3 separate regions of the Ovis aries genome follow, and all the other regions are linked to region 1. A link is a contact called in public Hi-C data. All regions are on one chromosome and are shown on one strand. The core of a region is the stretch at or near the end of the contact, and the rest is flanking DNA. Distances in the headings are between cores, read along the strand shown.

What was found. A called contact is a pair of places that touch in the nucleus more often than the background predicts.
Region 2: a contact with region 1 is called in a Hi-C map of muscle, with 5 times the contacts expected there. The contact joins two enhancer-like sites. A contact is called at or near these places in 5 of 16 Hi-C or Micro-C datasets (blood, liver, muscle and 2 more).
Region 3: a Hi-C map of liver shows a contact between it and region 1, with 3 times the contacts expected there. The contact joins two enhancer-like sites. A contact is called at or near these places in 2 of 16 Hi-C or Micro-C datasets (blood and liver).

The regions. Positions count from the first base shown.
Region 1 is chr18:15,564,361-15,569,504 of ARS-UI_Ramb_v3.0, forward strand. No RefSeq gene overlaps it. Among named protein-coding and RNA genes, the nearest start is that of TRNAY-GUA, 48 kb to the right of the region's middle. Within about 2 kb of position 3,066, at least 41 of the 54 cell types and tissues checked have an H3K27ac peak or open chromatin away from gene starts, as enhancers often do. A contact at or near this core is called in liver and muscle, where this site is marked.
Region 2 is chr18:15,725,759-15,730,902 of ARS-UI_Ramb_v3.0, forward strand. The region is part of intron 3 of AKAP13 (A-kinase anchoring protein 13); the gene reads left to right. Among named protein-coding and RNA genes, the nearest start is that of AKAP13, 110 kb to the left of the region's middle. Within about 2 kb of position 3,158, at least 27 of the 54 cell types and tissues checked have an H3K27ac peak or open chromatin away from gene starts, as enhancers often do. A contact at or near this core is called in liver and muscle, where this site is marked.
Region 3 is chr18:15,705,413-15,710,556 of ARS-UI_Ramb_v3.0, forward strand. It overlaps AKAP13 (A-kinase anchoring protein 13), which reads left to right. Exons shown (of 39, transcript XM_060402005.1): 3 at 4,320-4,363. The coding sequence starts at 4,331. Among named protein-coding and RNA genes, the nearest start is that of AKAP13, 89 kb to the left of the region's middle. Within about 2 kb of position 2,114, at least 5 of the 54 cell types and tissues checked have an H3K27ac peak or open chromatin away from gene starts, as enhancers often do. A contact at or near this core is called in liver, where this site is marked.

The DNA.
Region 1 (5,144 bases), core at 1,816-4,315:
CTCCAGGCAAGAACACTGGAGTAGGTTGCCACGCCCTCCTGCAAGGGATCTTCCCAACCCAGGGGATCTAACCCACATCTCTTATGTCTCCTGCATTGACAGGCAGGTTCTTCACCACCAGCGCCACCTGAAGCAATCGTAAATACAGATGAAGCTTTGCTCACTCACCTCCTGCTGTGTGGATCAGCTCCTAACACACCACGAATCAGCACCAGTCCATGGCCCCAGGGGTTGGGGACCTCTGCCCTGTAAGACAGGTACTATTTTGATACTTTCATTTGTCTCCTTTAATCCTCACACCCATTGTATGACCTAGGAATGAATAGCCCATTTTCTAAGCTGAGGAAACTGAAACTCGAGATTAAATGATCCACTCATTCAAGGTCATATTTAGTAAATGGCATAGCTGGAATTCCAACTCAGATCTTCAGATCCCAAAGCCAACATGCTTTTCAACAGACTCCAGCTACTGCCCCCCTGAGAATAAACTGGAATGCAGAGGAAGCTGGCAATTTATAGTTTTAAATGAGACAAACTCATGGCAAACATAATGGCCACTCTACCCCACATCCGTGGCAGACAATGCTATTTCCTGATGCAAATGGAATCCTCAGAACCCTCTTCAACCTAGTGTCTCTAGTAGCCAGAACCAATCCATTGGAATAGGCACGGAGTACAAACTGATATGCCTTAGCGTCACTAATTTGGAAACTTCATTTTGTGGTATCCCACTTAGAAACATTCCACCTAGGAAGTGGAAAATAAGATGCTATTTAAAAAGACAGATAAAGCTGGGAAAGATAGACATCGAGTAGAACTGACGGAATATTCTTTATCTTAGATCAGTGTTTCTCAAACAAGGGCAATTTTGGTCCCCAAGATGTTATCTAGGAAATGTCTGGAGACTTTTTTTGTTGTGACAACTGGGAACTAGTGGCGGGGGCGGGGCAGGCGCTGCAGATTTCTAAATGGTAAGAGTCCAGGAGATGTTGCCAAACATCCTATAACACCCAGGACAGTCAGGTTCTCCCACAACAAATATTTATCCAGCCCCAAATTTCAACAGTGCAGCAGCTGAGAAACCCCGCCCTTGATCACAGCATGCGGAAAGAAAAGAGCAGAGCAGAGCCCCTTGCAAATGCCCGCTGTATCTCTCACATTAGTAACATAAAGTTGAGGGAACTGAAACCGCGGTTCTGGGTCTCCTTCTGGTTGCTCTTACACAAAGTGCAGAGGCCGCACAGGGTTCAGCGATAGCTAAGCTGCAGATCCTTTCATTTTCTTCCAGCCCAGATGACCCGAAGAAGCCTAAGATGTTACCCACACATCCTGGATCAACATAGCTTCTGGCTTTGCTTTCCCAGTTTCTCTCCAATCAAGACAACAGGAAAGAATATTTTAAAGAAAAGGGAAAGTGAAGGGCAAGGGGAAGAGTAGACCAGACTCTCCAAGGAAAACTCCTCCACAGCCAGTTCTCAGTGCAAGCGCGTCCACACTAATCCCACGAGCGTTCCGTCCTTTTGTTCCTATTTTTCCGCCACCTCACCATTCTAAGGGTGGTGTCCGGAGCAGCAGAATCGGCACCACCTGGCGTCTCCTTAGAACTATAGAATCTCAGCCCTCCCCAGACCTTCTAACACAAAATCTGCATTTTATCAAGATCCTCCAAGTGACCCGTATGTACATTCATGTTTCAGAAGTACTGCTCTAGGGTTTCCAACAGGCAAAATAAAACTGCAAAGTGAACAGCTGCAAAACAGATGCAAAGCAAATCACGTGGTGTAACATATGACTTCTCCAGGGGATTTATGACCCTCTGTGGACAGTAGCTGGTAATACAGAAAACAGACATTTGAAGTAAGAATATGCACAAAAATCAAAGCCAGGTTATATCTTTGTAATTGCCCTAAAAGGATCCATCTTGGGTTCAAGAAAATGTAGTACTTGTACCTTAAACAGTTTCATATACCCAGTGAGTATGCAAGCGTTTGGGTGGTTTTTTTTTGTCTTTTGTGGTTTTTTGTTGTTTCGTTTTTTGTTTTGTTTCTCAATAGGGAACAAAGATAGGGTTTACAATGATCTTCCAAAAAATCAGAGGATTTGATTTGATCGTTGTGTCCAGCACATTTCATAATACCAAAATTTTGTAACTATCGGCAGAAAAGAGTCACTGCTGCATGTTTTTAAATAACCTAGAAAATAGATTAAGGCGAATGGAAGCAGTTCAACTTCAGGTCCTCTCTCAACTTACTCAAACAGGCTTGCTTCACTCATTCAAGAAATATTAGGCCCCAGGATCCGTGCAGAGGAGGGCCTGAAGGCATGCAGCGACCGGTGCTGCAAAGCATTGCCTGAGATTAACGGCAGCAGACAGCCCCTGGATAACTTGAGGCGGAGAGGGGAACCGAGCTGGGAGAGGAGCCGGAGGAAGGGCGTGGGGAGGAGCTCTGGATGCAGCGTGGATAGGCGGGTGGAGCCCAGAGCGGCAGGCGAGGGGCGGGTGGGGTCCAGCCTGACTCACACGCTTGCCGACGGGACCCGCCACAACTCTGCCGGGTTAGGGTTTTCCGAGGACCACGTCACGCGGTCCCGCAGCCTCTTGCCCACGTACCCGCGGCAGAGTTGCACAGGACCCATCATGCACAAGGGTGTAGACTCGGGAGTGCAGGTGTAGGAGAGGCCGCTAGAGGCCGCGCGCGGTCCCTTCCCCGAGGAAGCGAAAGGGCCGGGCAAGCGTGTGTGCGGCTGGCTTTGTTCCGCCCAGCACTGCGGGTTCTGTCCTAACCTCCGAGCTCCGCTTGCGACTCTCGGCGTTGACCTGCGAACGATCACACACCAGTCTCGATGTCAGAGCACCCCGTGACCCCCGCATCACAAGACCGGGCTGGGGTGCTGGGTGGTCCCTCGGAGCCCCTCCTCCGGCTCCTGGCTCTCTTCCCAAGGCTTCCCTGGGGCAGAAAGCTTGATTCACTGATAACAGACTTCGGTCCCCTCACTTCAGGCAAGCGGCCTCCTTCCACCCCGCCCCCGCCCCCGGGGGAGGCACCTGAGCCCTGGGACTGCTCCCCAGGAAGTCAGGCAAGAGTTGACTACAAGCAGAGCCAGCCGATGGGGAAGAGACAAACCAACAAGGAAGTGAAGCAGAGGTTTCTAGAGGCTGCCCCGCCCAAAAGAGTGTTCAGGGGCCACTGAATTCTTTTTTTTTTTTTTTTTTTGTTTTTGCCACTGAATTCTTAAGGTCACCGATCATTTTTACTTGGAGAGCTACGACTCAGATACTAAGTCTCGACAAGGCAAGCAGGAGAAGGTTGCACCTAAATTGTTTCCTGAGAAATTCGGAGCCAGTGGCTCGCAGCTCTGCCCCAGAACAGAGAGAACCTTGGCACTCCCATAGGGAAGGAAGCTCACCCAACATTTGTGGGCACTCCTCCAAGCACTGGGCTTTCCACTTACTGTTGCTCAGGGACCTAGCAGGCCATGGAGGGCAAATGTAAATATCTTCATTGCCCTGAAGTCAACATCCAGACTGGAAGATGTTAAGTAAGTTTCCAGGATCAGCTGGTAACAAAGTGTCAGAGCTATAATGCTTGTTTATTTGATTTAATTTATAAACACTAATGGGTTTCCTAGGTGGTGCTAGGCGTGAAGAGTCCGCCTGCCAATGCAGGAGACACAAGAGATGTGGGTTCGCTCCCTAGGTTGGGAAGATCCTCTGGAGCAGGAAATGGCACGCCACTCCAGTATTCTTGCCCGGAAAATTCCATGGGCAGAGGAGCCTGACGGGCTCTGGGGTCACAGGGAATTGAACACAACTGAGCAATGAGCACAGCACATAAGCATATTATACAGTCACATCTTTCGAAATCATAAAGGCTAGAAAGAGATACAATAAAAAGTCTCTCGTCTAGTTAGGGAGTTGGGGATGAACATGTATACATTGCTATATTTAAAGTGGATAGCCAACAAGGACCTACTTATCGTCTAGCACAAGGAACTCTGCCCAATGTTACATGGCAGCCTGGATGGGAGGGGAGTTTGGGGGAGAATGGATACATGGATGTGTATGGCTGAGTCCCTTTGATGTCACCTAAAACTACCACAACACTGTTAATAGGCTGTATTCCAACATGAAATAAAAAGTTTAAAAAACACCTCATCCCCACTGACCCGCAAATGTCCAGTTGCCCTCATCTTGTCTATTTTGCCACATACACAGGTAACCGCTGTCGTGCGCTCCTTGTCGTAGAGGCACGTTCAGCATTTCTCTATACATATACCAGTTAATGAGAACTGTATAGACTTATTTTTCTCCCATGTGTACACAAGCGTGGTACACGATACCTATTGCTCTGTGCCTTGCTTCTTTCACTTCACAAATTACCTGGTAGATCTTCCCACATCAGTGCATGAAGACCTTCCTCATTCTTTTCCTTTTACAGCTGCACAATATTCCATTGTACAGACATACTACAGTTTAATTAACCAGGGCTTCATTCTTGCTTACTGGGTTGTTTCCAATGTTTTGCTACTGTAAAAGAAAAAAAATGTTGCAATGAATTTGTTTTCAGTTGCTAAGTCCTGTCTGACTCTGTGTCAAGAGGAGCCCACCAGGCTTCTCTTGTCCCTGAGGTTTTCCAGGCAAGAATACTGGAGGGGATTGTCATTTCCTTCTCAAGGGCATCTTCCCAACCCAGGGATTGAATCCATGTCTCCTGCATCGGCAGGCAGATTCTTTACCACTGAGCCACCAGGGAAGTCCTGCAATGAATAACTTTGTACCTACGTCATTTTGCACATGCCAGAGCCAGGAGCCCACATATTTCTAGCTCTAAGCAACCACTCCAAAGCTGACACAGGATCAATTATATGCCAGCTCTGATAGATAAATGCTCATATTTCTGTCTTCCCCCTAACCCCCAATCTTCCTATTTTCCTTTTCTCGTTGTGAAGCCTATTTGTATTTGCAACAGCTACAGAGAGTCCGGACAGAGAATACTTGCCATTTTATCTCTTTCTGTGGTTGCTTCATTTCATTCTTCAAATACCAAGGGTGACTGTAACTGGAGATAAAATCTGCAGATGTTGTTCTGCATAAACATGGAATTTCTGCTACCAGTTGGATCACACTGTTTCATACATGTGCC
Region 2 (5,144 bases), core at 1,908-4,407, 160 kb after region 1:
TCAACATTCAGAAAACGAAGATCATGGCATCTGATCCCATCACTTCATGGGAAATAGATGGGAAAACAGTGTCAGACTTTACTTTGGTAATTGCAGCCATGAAATTAAAAGGCGCTTACTCCTTGGAAGGAAAATTATGACCAACCTAGATAGCATATTGAAAAGTAGAGACATTACTTTGCCAACAAAGGTCCGTCTAGTCAAGGCTATGGTTTTTCCAGTGGTCATGTATGGATGTGAGATTTGGACTGTGAAGAAAGCTGAGCACCGAAGAATTGATGCTTTTGAACTGTGGTGTTGGAGAAGACTCTTGAGAGTCCCTTGGACTGCAAGGAGATCCAACCAGTTCATCCTAAAGGAGATCAGTCCTGGGTGTTCTTTGGAAGGACTGATGCTGAAGCTTAAACTCCAATACTTTGGCCACCTGATGTGAAGAGTTGCCTCATTGGAAAAGACTCTGATACTGGGACGGATTGGGGGCAGGAGGAGAAGGGGACGACAGAGGATGAGATGGCTGGATGGCATCACCCACTCAATGGACATGAGTTTGAGTAAACTCTGGGAGTTGGTGATGGACAGGGAGGCCTAGTGTGCTGCAGTCCATGGGGTTGCAAAGAGTCGGACATGACTGAACGACTGAACTGAACCCAGGCAGTGGTATATTCCCTGTTTGGTCTGTGGGATCCATCGATCTGATTGTGGGCTTATTTTCTGCCATTGCTGTTGTCATCTTCAGGTAGTTAAAAGCCTGGGGTGCTCTTAACTTCCCCTTCTGACTGTGCATTCCTCTCTGCTCACTTCCTGCATTCCTCACTTCTACTTTGATTAAAGATGATTCGGTTCTTGGTCTCTTACTTACTGTAGTTGATGTGTGTGCAGGAGAAGGCAGCAGAAATGCAGGTGGTATGAAAATGGTAACCCTTAAGAATGAATTTTTGCCTCGCTAAAACGTTTGTGACACATTGACTGCACTTGTTTGACTTAGTGTGAATAGAATGCTAGATTTCTAATTGAAAAAATAAATAGGCAACAAGCAATAAAGATTTATAGTTCCCTGTGCAACACAGTAATCAATATGTTTTAATAACCTAAAAGGGAAAATAATCTGAAAAGTAATATATGTGCATATGTATAGCTGAATCAGGTTGCTGTGCACTTGAAACAGTCAGCTGCACTTCAGTAAAATATATATATTAAGGGAATGTTAAGGCCAAGGGGCCTCATTTTTTGTTGCTCTTTAATTTTGGGGAGGACTGAAAACATGTATTTCTAATCAACTTCTGGGTGATGCTTTGGTTCTGGGACAACACTTGGAGAGCCTGGGTCGAGAAATGTAACTTCCTTGTAGGTGTGAAGTAGATAGGGGTAAAACTCCTGCTTTAGTGCTAATCAGCTGTGGGAGCCTTACAGTCTTCCTCTGTAAAATTCAGCAGGGTAATGCCAGAATTGTAGGTTTTCTGTGAAGGCTGAATGTGATTTTTAAAATGACAGACATGGGCGGGAGGTGGGAGGGAGATCCAGGAGGGCGGGGACATAATGTACAGCTGTGGTTGAAAGTGAAAATCGCTCAGGCGTGTCTGACTCTTTGCAGTCCCATGGCTGTAGCCTGCCAGGCTGTTCTGTTCATGGAATTCTCCAGGCCAGAATACTGGAGTTGGCAGCTGTCCCCTTCTCCAGGGATCTTCCCAACGACAAACCTAGACAGCATATTAAAAAGCAGAGACGTTACTTTGCTGACAAAGTGACGGGAGTGAGTGGGCTGGGAGTGAGATCTGAGCAGGCGCCCTGGACCCACTGGGTCCCCTGATGGAGACATTGCCCGTTGCACAGACAGGAAAGGAACTGGAGGCCTTGGCCTCCGTGCCAGGAGGCAGGCACAGTGTCTGAGATCAGCAAGCAGGCCTTTCACCCGAGGAAGGAGACCAGGTGGCTCCTCAGAAAAGAAAGGCGGGGCTGGTTTCATGCCCTCCCTGCCTGGGCATCGCCGGTCAAGTGAGTGAGGTGAAGGGAGCTGTGTGCCCAGGCGGTGAGACGCACGTAACACGAGTCAGGCTTCAGCCTCTGGTGTGTCCTGCCTGTGTGTTGTGTGCTCGCAGTGTTTGTGTGGCGCCTCCCTGGTGGCTCAGTTGGTGAAGAATCCACCTGCAACTCAGGAGACCCGAGTTCGATCCCTGGGTAGAGAAGAAGGGCATGGCAACCCATCCCAGTATTCTCGCCCAGAGAATCCCATGAACAGAGGAGCCTGGGGGCCTCCAGTCCATAGGACCGTGAGAATCGGACACGACTGAGCAACCAAACCACCACTGTCAGCGGGAGGGGCTCTGGGAGGCAGAGGCGGCTGGGGAGCAATCCTGTGTTGAGGGGAACCTCGTTTCCTGCAAGCTGAAGGGACGCACTCGTGAGTGAGGACGTCATCCTGTTGGTCGTCCATGAGTCTCAGGAGCGTAACTTGACCAGATTGTATTTTGGATATTTGTCCTGTTGCCTTGTATTGTTTGGAGGGTGAGTCCGGAAACCTGGAGACCCAGTTTCATAGATGCCTTTAGAGGAAGAAAAGAGACCTGAGCAAGGAGTAGCCAAGGCAGCTACACAGATAAGTGTGGGAGCTGGGCAGAACACAAGTCCAGTAGCCGGGTTTTAATGATAGAATGCGCCACTTACGTCCTCCGCTTCCCAGGAGGGCAGAGAAGGAAGAGAGAAATGTTCTGTCAAGAACTAATTTTAAGAAGTCCTCATGGTGTCTGCATTTTAACCAAACACCTGGTCCTGTTAGCAAAGGGGGACTGTCTCTTTAAGTGTTGACCCAATTACTCGAGCAGTTCCAGAGAGTTGTGAAACATTTGTGAGAGGGTGAGGCTGTTTTTTAAAGCCGCCAGCCAACACCCTTGTACCAATTTAGCTTTGCTTATTAACAGGAATAGACTGAGAGGCAGGGTTGTACATTGAAACAGAAAGCTCATCCTCTTCGAATTGTAAAAAAAACTTCTTTTTAAGGAACACTTTCCATTACGGGGTCCATTCATTAAATGATTTCCAAACTTTTTGTAATTTTAATTCCTTTTCCAGCTGAAGTTTCAAGATTCTTCCATGTTCAGAGAGAGTAGTCCCTAAAACCAGTCCATACGGAGCACTCTACAGACAAATTGAGCGCCATCTACTGGTTTTATTTTAACGGACCATGTCGGTGGTGCTTGGAAATCTTTTTAAGTATTTATGTATATCTTAATGTTGCAAAATTATGAAGCTGGAAGACAATATGAATTTTGACCATAATTAGTAATAGTATTTAATAGTTTAATGTTAACTTTGGGAAGGGGAATGCCTTTTGGCTGGAATATAGACATATGATCAAAAATGAAAGCAGGTTATAGGGATTTCACTGACCTGTATCTTTATCTGGGAAAAGATTAGCCTGGTTGAAATAAAAACTAACCTCAAATGTCAAATAAAATGGTTACAGTATTTTCTAACATTTGTTGCTGTTCGGTTGCTCAGTCGTGCCCGACTCTTTGCAGCTTCCTGGACTGCAGCACGCCAGGCTTCCCTGTCCATCACCTGCTGCCTGAGCTTGCTCAGACTCGTGTGCACCGAGTTGGTGATGCTGTCCAGCCATCTCACCTCTAGATGCTGTAGAGTTCTCCCCAAATGCTCCGCCACTGTTAAGTGAGTGACAAGGAAGACAGACTCAGTGTTGGGTTTAATTTGTGGCATTTTACATTTTGTTTTTGAAAAAGGATGACATGTTTTTGGTTCAGCCCAGCAGACATTAAGCACTTGCGATGTCTCAGGCCTTCTGGAGAGATATTGTGTGTACAGAGATGAGCTGGATGAGGGCCCAGCCCCAGCTCCACTGTAAATGGCTAAGCGTTCAGAAGACTCTTTCCTCCCTGGGTGATCCGTCCTGAGCCATGAGCAGACTCAGACGCAGCCAATTCCCTGCAGAGGCGTTCCTCATACCCGCCTCAGGACAGAGTATGGGTGCCTAGAGACGCTTGTGTTTCTGCTAATTATAGCACTTACCGGGTGGCCTTCTGTCCATAGGCATGTCTGTCGAGGCTCCTGGCGGACAGGAAGTATTTATAATTCTAGTACCAGATGATACCAGAGACAAACTGCATTAAACAGAGGCACTGTGTGCTTGTTAAGCATCAATGGACGAATAACTTAAGGCTTTGGTAATGGGAACAGAGCAGAAGGGAAGGGAACGAACACATTAATATTGGGCTGTTAAATAGCTTTCAACTGTTTAACTTATCTACTTGATGGATGGACTGGAATAAAAATTTATTCTAGCAGTAAAATGTTATGAACTAATAAAACACACTCAAGGAAATGTTTCAAGTAATAAAATATTTTCAAGTATTTTAAGGCTTATTTACATATCAACATTAAAATTTCAAATATTCCTATTTCAAAAATGACCCCAATAACTGATGGTTAGTGGTCCTATCGTATATTTGATAGCAATAAGTCCTCTGAAAGTCCTTTAACTTTCATTAATTCAGTCTGGCTTTCTACCTCGTTAGTACAGATCAACGATTGTGAGCAATATGATCTTGGAGAAAATACGAAGACTTTTGTAGTTATTGAGGTTATTATTAACAAAATGGTTAAAGTAAAGAGAAATTTGAAATATTTTTGATGGTTGGAAATTAACTGCGTCACGAATCTAGGAAGCGATATTTTAGTTGTGAGCTCTCTGGAGTATGCAAAATGAAAAAAACTCAGTATCCTTGATTAGAGAGGACTCGATTGTGGCTGCCATTAAACAGAGAGAAATACGGTAAGTCTCGTTCTCTTCCTTGATGGCATTTGAGTTTGAGTTCCTGTTGGGTCCAGAGGATCTTGTTTCTGGGGTTGAGGGCCTGGAATAGTATGTTGTGAAAAGACCCATTTAAGGCTGGAGAAAAATGAAACAGTTCTTGGGTTTGCTGCTTTCCTGTCTTCCCAGCTCTCCTCCCCTGTGTGTTCTGAAGACTGCTTAACCATCATCGCTTTTGAAGCTGCGAATCCTTTGGTCCTCACCTCTTTTAGCATCACTGATGCTGTGTTCCTCGATGTCGTCTCTTCGCTGGCTGGCCTTTCCTTGCTTAGCCTGTTTCTCCCTCCCTGCCCTCCTCTACAGGAACTTGGAGTCTAGGCCT
Region 3 (5,144 bases), core at 864-3,363, 140 kb after region 1:
AATCTTTGCATTTTGATAGTTCCTTTTCTTCATGGTCTCTTTCAAATGGGGTGCAGCCTTTACCGGTCCCGCAGCGTCAGTCACAGCTGCTTGAGAAGTCATTCACCAGTTTGTTATCGGAGACAGAAAACATTTTGGGATTTTCTCTTAAAATTCCTTGATGAAATGATTGGACAGACATGGTGCTTTTGTTCAATTTTCCTCTTGATAAAAAGTCTGTAGACAAAGCAGAGACTCCTGTGGTCTCCAAATTGGGCTTGGGGTATAGGTTGGTTTTCAAGTGCGTTTGCTCTGACTGAGAAGATTGCCTTCCTGTAATACGTAGTCTCCTTTTTTTAGAATGCAGTTCTCAAGTAAACTAAGTCTGTTTAAATGTGTGAAATAAGTTGATGCACTGTATATAGCAAGTGCGTGATGGTTGCGCATCCGAACTCTTGAGTTCTCCGTTTTAGGACCAGTTTGAGGGTCTTTCATCTATTAATTTGTATTACTTGCTTTCTTAATCTCTTTCACTGTGGGGGTAAAAGCCACCCCAGGAGGCCTTCCCTCAGCCCCATATTTAAAACTGTATCCTACTCACTGCCTGTTCCCTCTTATTGGTGCTTCCCTGTAGCGCTCACTAGTGCTTTCTCTCTGTTAGTCCTCAGATAAGCTCTGTTTGTACTCTCAATGCCTTGAGCAGGGTGCCCAGCATGCTGTAGATGCCCAGTGATGGTTGAGTTAACGAAGTCGAGAAGAATCTGTACTGTCTGAGAATGAGGGCTAGAGGCAAGCAGGGCAGGTCGGTTGGTGACATCAGACTGGGCTTGAATTCTAGGTTCATCTACCTCTTATGTTGATATTAAATAATTTAATCATTTAAAGGAAACACCCCTCTCCCCAACCAGTGAGATGGGGGAAAAATGGGGAAAATAGTATTTTTAAAAAGGGGATTAAAAATGGTGTTGGAGGGACTTCCCTGGCGGTCCAGAGGTTAAGACTTCGCCTTCCATCGCAGGGGTGTTGTGGGTTCGATCTTTGGTCAGGGAGCTTAAATCCCACATGCTCGTGATCAAAAAACCAAAACATGAAACAGAAGAAAAATTGTAACAATTTCAATAAAAACTTAAAAAGTGGTCTGCATATAGAAAAATAATATTGACTATCAGTTCAGTTCAGTCGCTCAGTCGTGTCCGACTCTTTGCGACCCCATGAATTGCAGCTCACCAGGCTTCCCTGTCCATCACCAACTCCCGGAGTTCACCCAAACTCATGTGCATCAAGTCGGTGATACCATCCAGCCATCTCATCCTCTGTTGTCCCTTTCTGCTCCTGTCACCAATCCCTCCCAGCATCAGAGTCTTTTCCAGTGAGTCAGCTCTTCACATGAGGTGGCCAAAGTATTGGAGTTTCAGCCTCAGCATCAATCCTTCCAATGAACACCCAGGACTGGTCCCCTTTAGGATGGACTGATTGGATCTTCTTGCAGGCCAAGGGACTCTCAAAAGTCTTCTCCAGCACCACAGGTCAAAGGCATCAATTCTTTGGCGCTCAGCTATCTTCACAGTCCAACTCTCACATCCATACATGACCCCTGGAAAAACCATAGCCTTGACTAGACGGACCTTTGTTGGCAAAGTAATGTCTCTGCTTTTCAATATGCTATCCAGGTTGGTCATAACTTTTCTTCCAAGGAGTAAGTGTCTTTTAATTTCATGACTGCAGTCACCATCTGCAGTGAATTTGAATCCCCAAAAAACAAAGTCTGATACTGTTTCCACTGTTTCCCCATCTATTTCCCATGAAGTGATGGGACCAGATGCCATGATCTTAGTTTTCTGAATGTTGAGCTTTAAGCCAACTTTTTCACACTCCACTTTCACTTTCATCAAGAGGCCTTTTAGTTCCTCTTCACTTTCTGCCATAAGGGTGGTGTCGTCTGCATGTCTGAGGTTATTGATACTGGCTCTAACGCTCTGTAAATGTTAGTCCTTGCTTCCCCTGGTTTGTCAGCATTGAGGAAGCCTAAAGGCGTCCGAGTCTAGCAATCCGATGCTTCTAGGGTCATCACCTTGATGACTTCTGGCAGGTCTATCCTTCCAGCAGCCTGTGCTGCCAGCCCAACAATGAACTGTCCCTTTGACCAGTGTGGGTGGACAGACAGTTTGTCAGCCCTCTTTAATCCTCATATCAGAATAACTTGTATGGGTTCTGGCTTTGAAACAAGTTCAGGCGAGTCCATGATTCCAGACAGTTCAGAGGGCATCACGAGACCTTTCGCTCAGATGTAGCGGGCACACCAGAGAAGTTTGTTTGTGTTCCTTGTACACACAGTCATTCTAGGTCTTCTGGCAAATCAGGAAACACCAGAAGGCTAGTAGGTCACTAGTTTGTCTCCATAGATTTCTCCAAACCTTGCAGGTCTGGTTACAAGGTATTAATTCTTGTTTTGGTTTCCACTGATGTTTCTTCTGTTGGGATGGTCAGCAATACTTCATAAGTCAGTTAAAGCAAATGGATTTGGTTCGTGCATTTATAGATTCTTTGAGTCTTTTGTCCTGGGCAAGTCTGAACAGGACTTAGAAAGCTGATTAAAAGACTAGTGAGCATGGTGCTTAATTTTAAGTTAAATGGATATTCAATGTGTTGAGAAAGTACTCCATCTTCAGTCTGTCTTTTCTCCTGTTTGTTTGTTTTTTTTTTTAAAATTTTTTGTAATCATCCATGCTTGCTTTTTGAATCTGTTGGTTAGAAAAACAAAGGTTTTCTGAAAGAGTTGACTCCTGCTCCATTTCTCAAGTTTGGTTTTCAGTGTGGATTTTTGTAGGTGATTTTAGCACCTAAGGGTACAAGAGTGCCCTAAGCTGTGTGTGTGTGTGTGTGTGTGTGTTGGGCGGGTCTGTTAGTGTGTGTGTGTGTGTGTTGGGCGGGTCTGTTTATGTGTGTGTGTGTGTGTTGGGTGGGTCTCTTATTGTGTGTGTCTTCGTGTGTGTGCGTGTGTGTGTTTGGCAGGTCTGTTATTGTGTGTGTGTTGGTGGGGTGAGAGTGTGGACTAGAGGGCAAACGGGGCAAGCAGGGGAGGTAGTCAGTCCCTGTGGGGCCACCTGGCTGGGCACGTCTTGCAGCAGAGTGAATGAAACCCGTGGCCTGCTACTGGTTGGAGATGATCGTGTGTGGGAGTCTGGTTATAGATTTATCTTTTTCCCTAGGGGTGTGTGTTAACTGTTTTTGGGGTGAGCCTTTGATCCTCAGACTCACAACCTGACTAAATTGGCCGATTTGTGAAAAAGTTTTAATACTGAGAGGATTCTGTTGTTTGAGGTATGTGTGGTTGCTCAGGCATTGCTTTTTATTCTAAAATTTGGTCTTTGATTTCTAATTTACGCTGTTAGCATTTCGATTGTTAAGTTTTTGTGATCTGGTCTGGCATCTTGCCAAGTATGGGATTTTATCTTTTTCTTTTTGCACCTTGAATGCTGTTCCTGTATGGTTTTTTTTTTTTTTTAAATACTGCTAAGATTGTAATTGATCAGGTCCCCTATTTTGAGCAAGACACTCAAAATCTATTAGAATGAAATTACTTGGGCCTTCTTCTCTGATTCTTATGAAGATGGGATTAGCTTATTCTGAGATTGGTTTATTTAACAAAAGATTTGACCATCTGAAGTAATTCTGGACTAAGATAATTTTAGCTTAGATGAAATCCTGGTCAAATCACCAAGGTGAGCTTTTAAGAACATGCTGTTCTCAATATTCACAAATGTATTATATAATGCTGTAAGTCTTCTCTAAAGTTCTTCCTAAGATTTTTGTGAGAATTCATTTAGAGGGGTAATGACAGGGAATCCAGCCGCTGATTTTCAGGAGACCAAAAGCTTCTAGTTGATGGAGGCAAGACTGGTAGCCCCCTTCTCTGAGAGGAGGAGGGCTGTCTCGAGGTCTCCCCTCCGCCCTGAGTGCCCTAGTGATAACTGGGGAAGCATCTTATGAGTTTGGGGGATTATATAAAAGAGTAGCTTGTGCACACACTGTTCTTTTTTTGGTAACTGCTTTTAATATCCTATTGGTTGGTTGTTAAAACATCTTATATGACTGCAAAGACTTTTGTCTTTTTCAATCAGAACATCTTTCTCCCCACTTGTAAAGATTGAATCTGGGCCACAAGGCATGCTACAGTCCTTGAACTTCTGTCTCGGAGGAAAGCTGGGCATCTGTAACCCCAGACTCCTGATTTTGCTCATGTAACCTTGCTTGACATCTAGGACTTTTCCAGTGGGTTTTAAATTTTTGATGATAACTTTTAATTTTATTCTCATTTATTTCTTTCTTTTCTGTTCCAGTGTCCTGGGTCATGAAACTTAATCCACAGCAAGCTCCATTATATGTGAGTAAATCACCAGATTTCATTTTATCCTTACTTCTGCTGTTTAATTTTTATAATAAACTCAAAAATTTTCTCCTGTGATTATCAAAGGAATGTTGAACCATCTACATATGAATATGTTGACATACTGCACATCAGAAATTGAATTTGATTTAGTGATATTAAATGATGAATAATACATGATACTGAGCAGAGAACAAATCACACCTGTAAGCCTTGTGTGGTAGACTGATCAGGTAGATAAGAAGCACGTATAAAGCAGTCGCATTGCCTTGCAAAATGATTCTACAACTTTTTATTTTAACCCACAGTTCATTTCTGTAAAAGTAGGGAGTCGAGCTTCCTACTGCTGTTTCGAGTTACTCTGTGCCACGACTAGGTGGCGCTCTGTCATTGGCAAAAGTGCTATTTTCTTTTAAGAACCTGGGTGAAAGCTATCCATCATTGCCTTAGAAAGTGAGGAAATTATAAGATGAAATGGATAAATGAATGAATTGAGGCTGAAAAAAGTAAATTCTAGGTGTTTTTGTTTGTTTAAAAAAACCCACCAAAACTGTTGTAAGAGTGAGTGAGCCAAATGGAGGTGGTGAAAAGTGCCTGGTTGGTGAGCAGCCGTCTTAGAGGTGTAGCTCGGCTTGTGAGGGGCCGGGGGGGGGATTGCTGTTCGTGTGGTCTGGAGAGGTGAAAAAAGCTTTTTGATGGCACAGGACTTCAGGCAGGACTTCAGTCAGATCCTTAATCCTGAAGGTTAAGGATCATTTCAGTGGCTGAAAAATGCTCA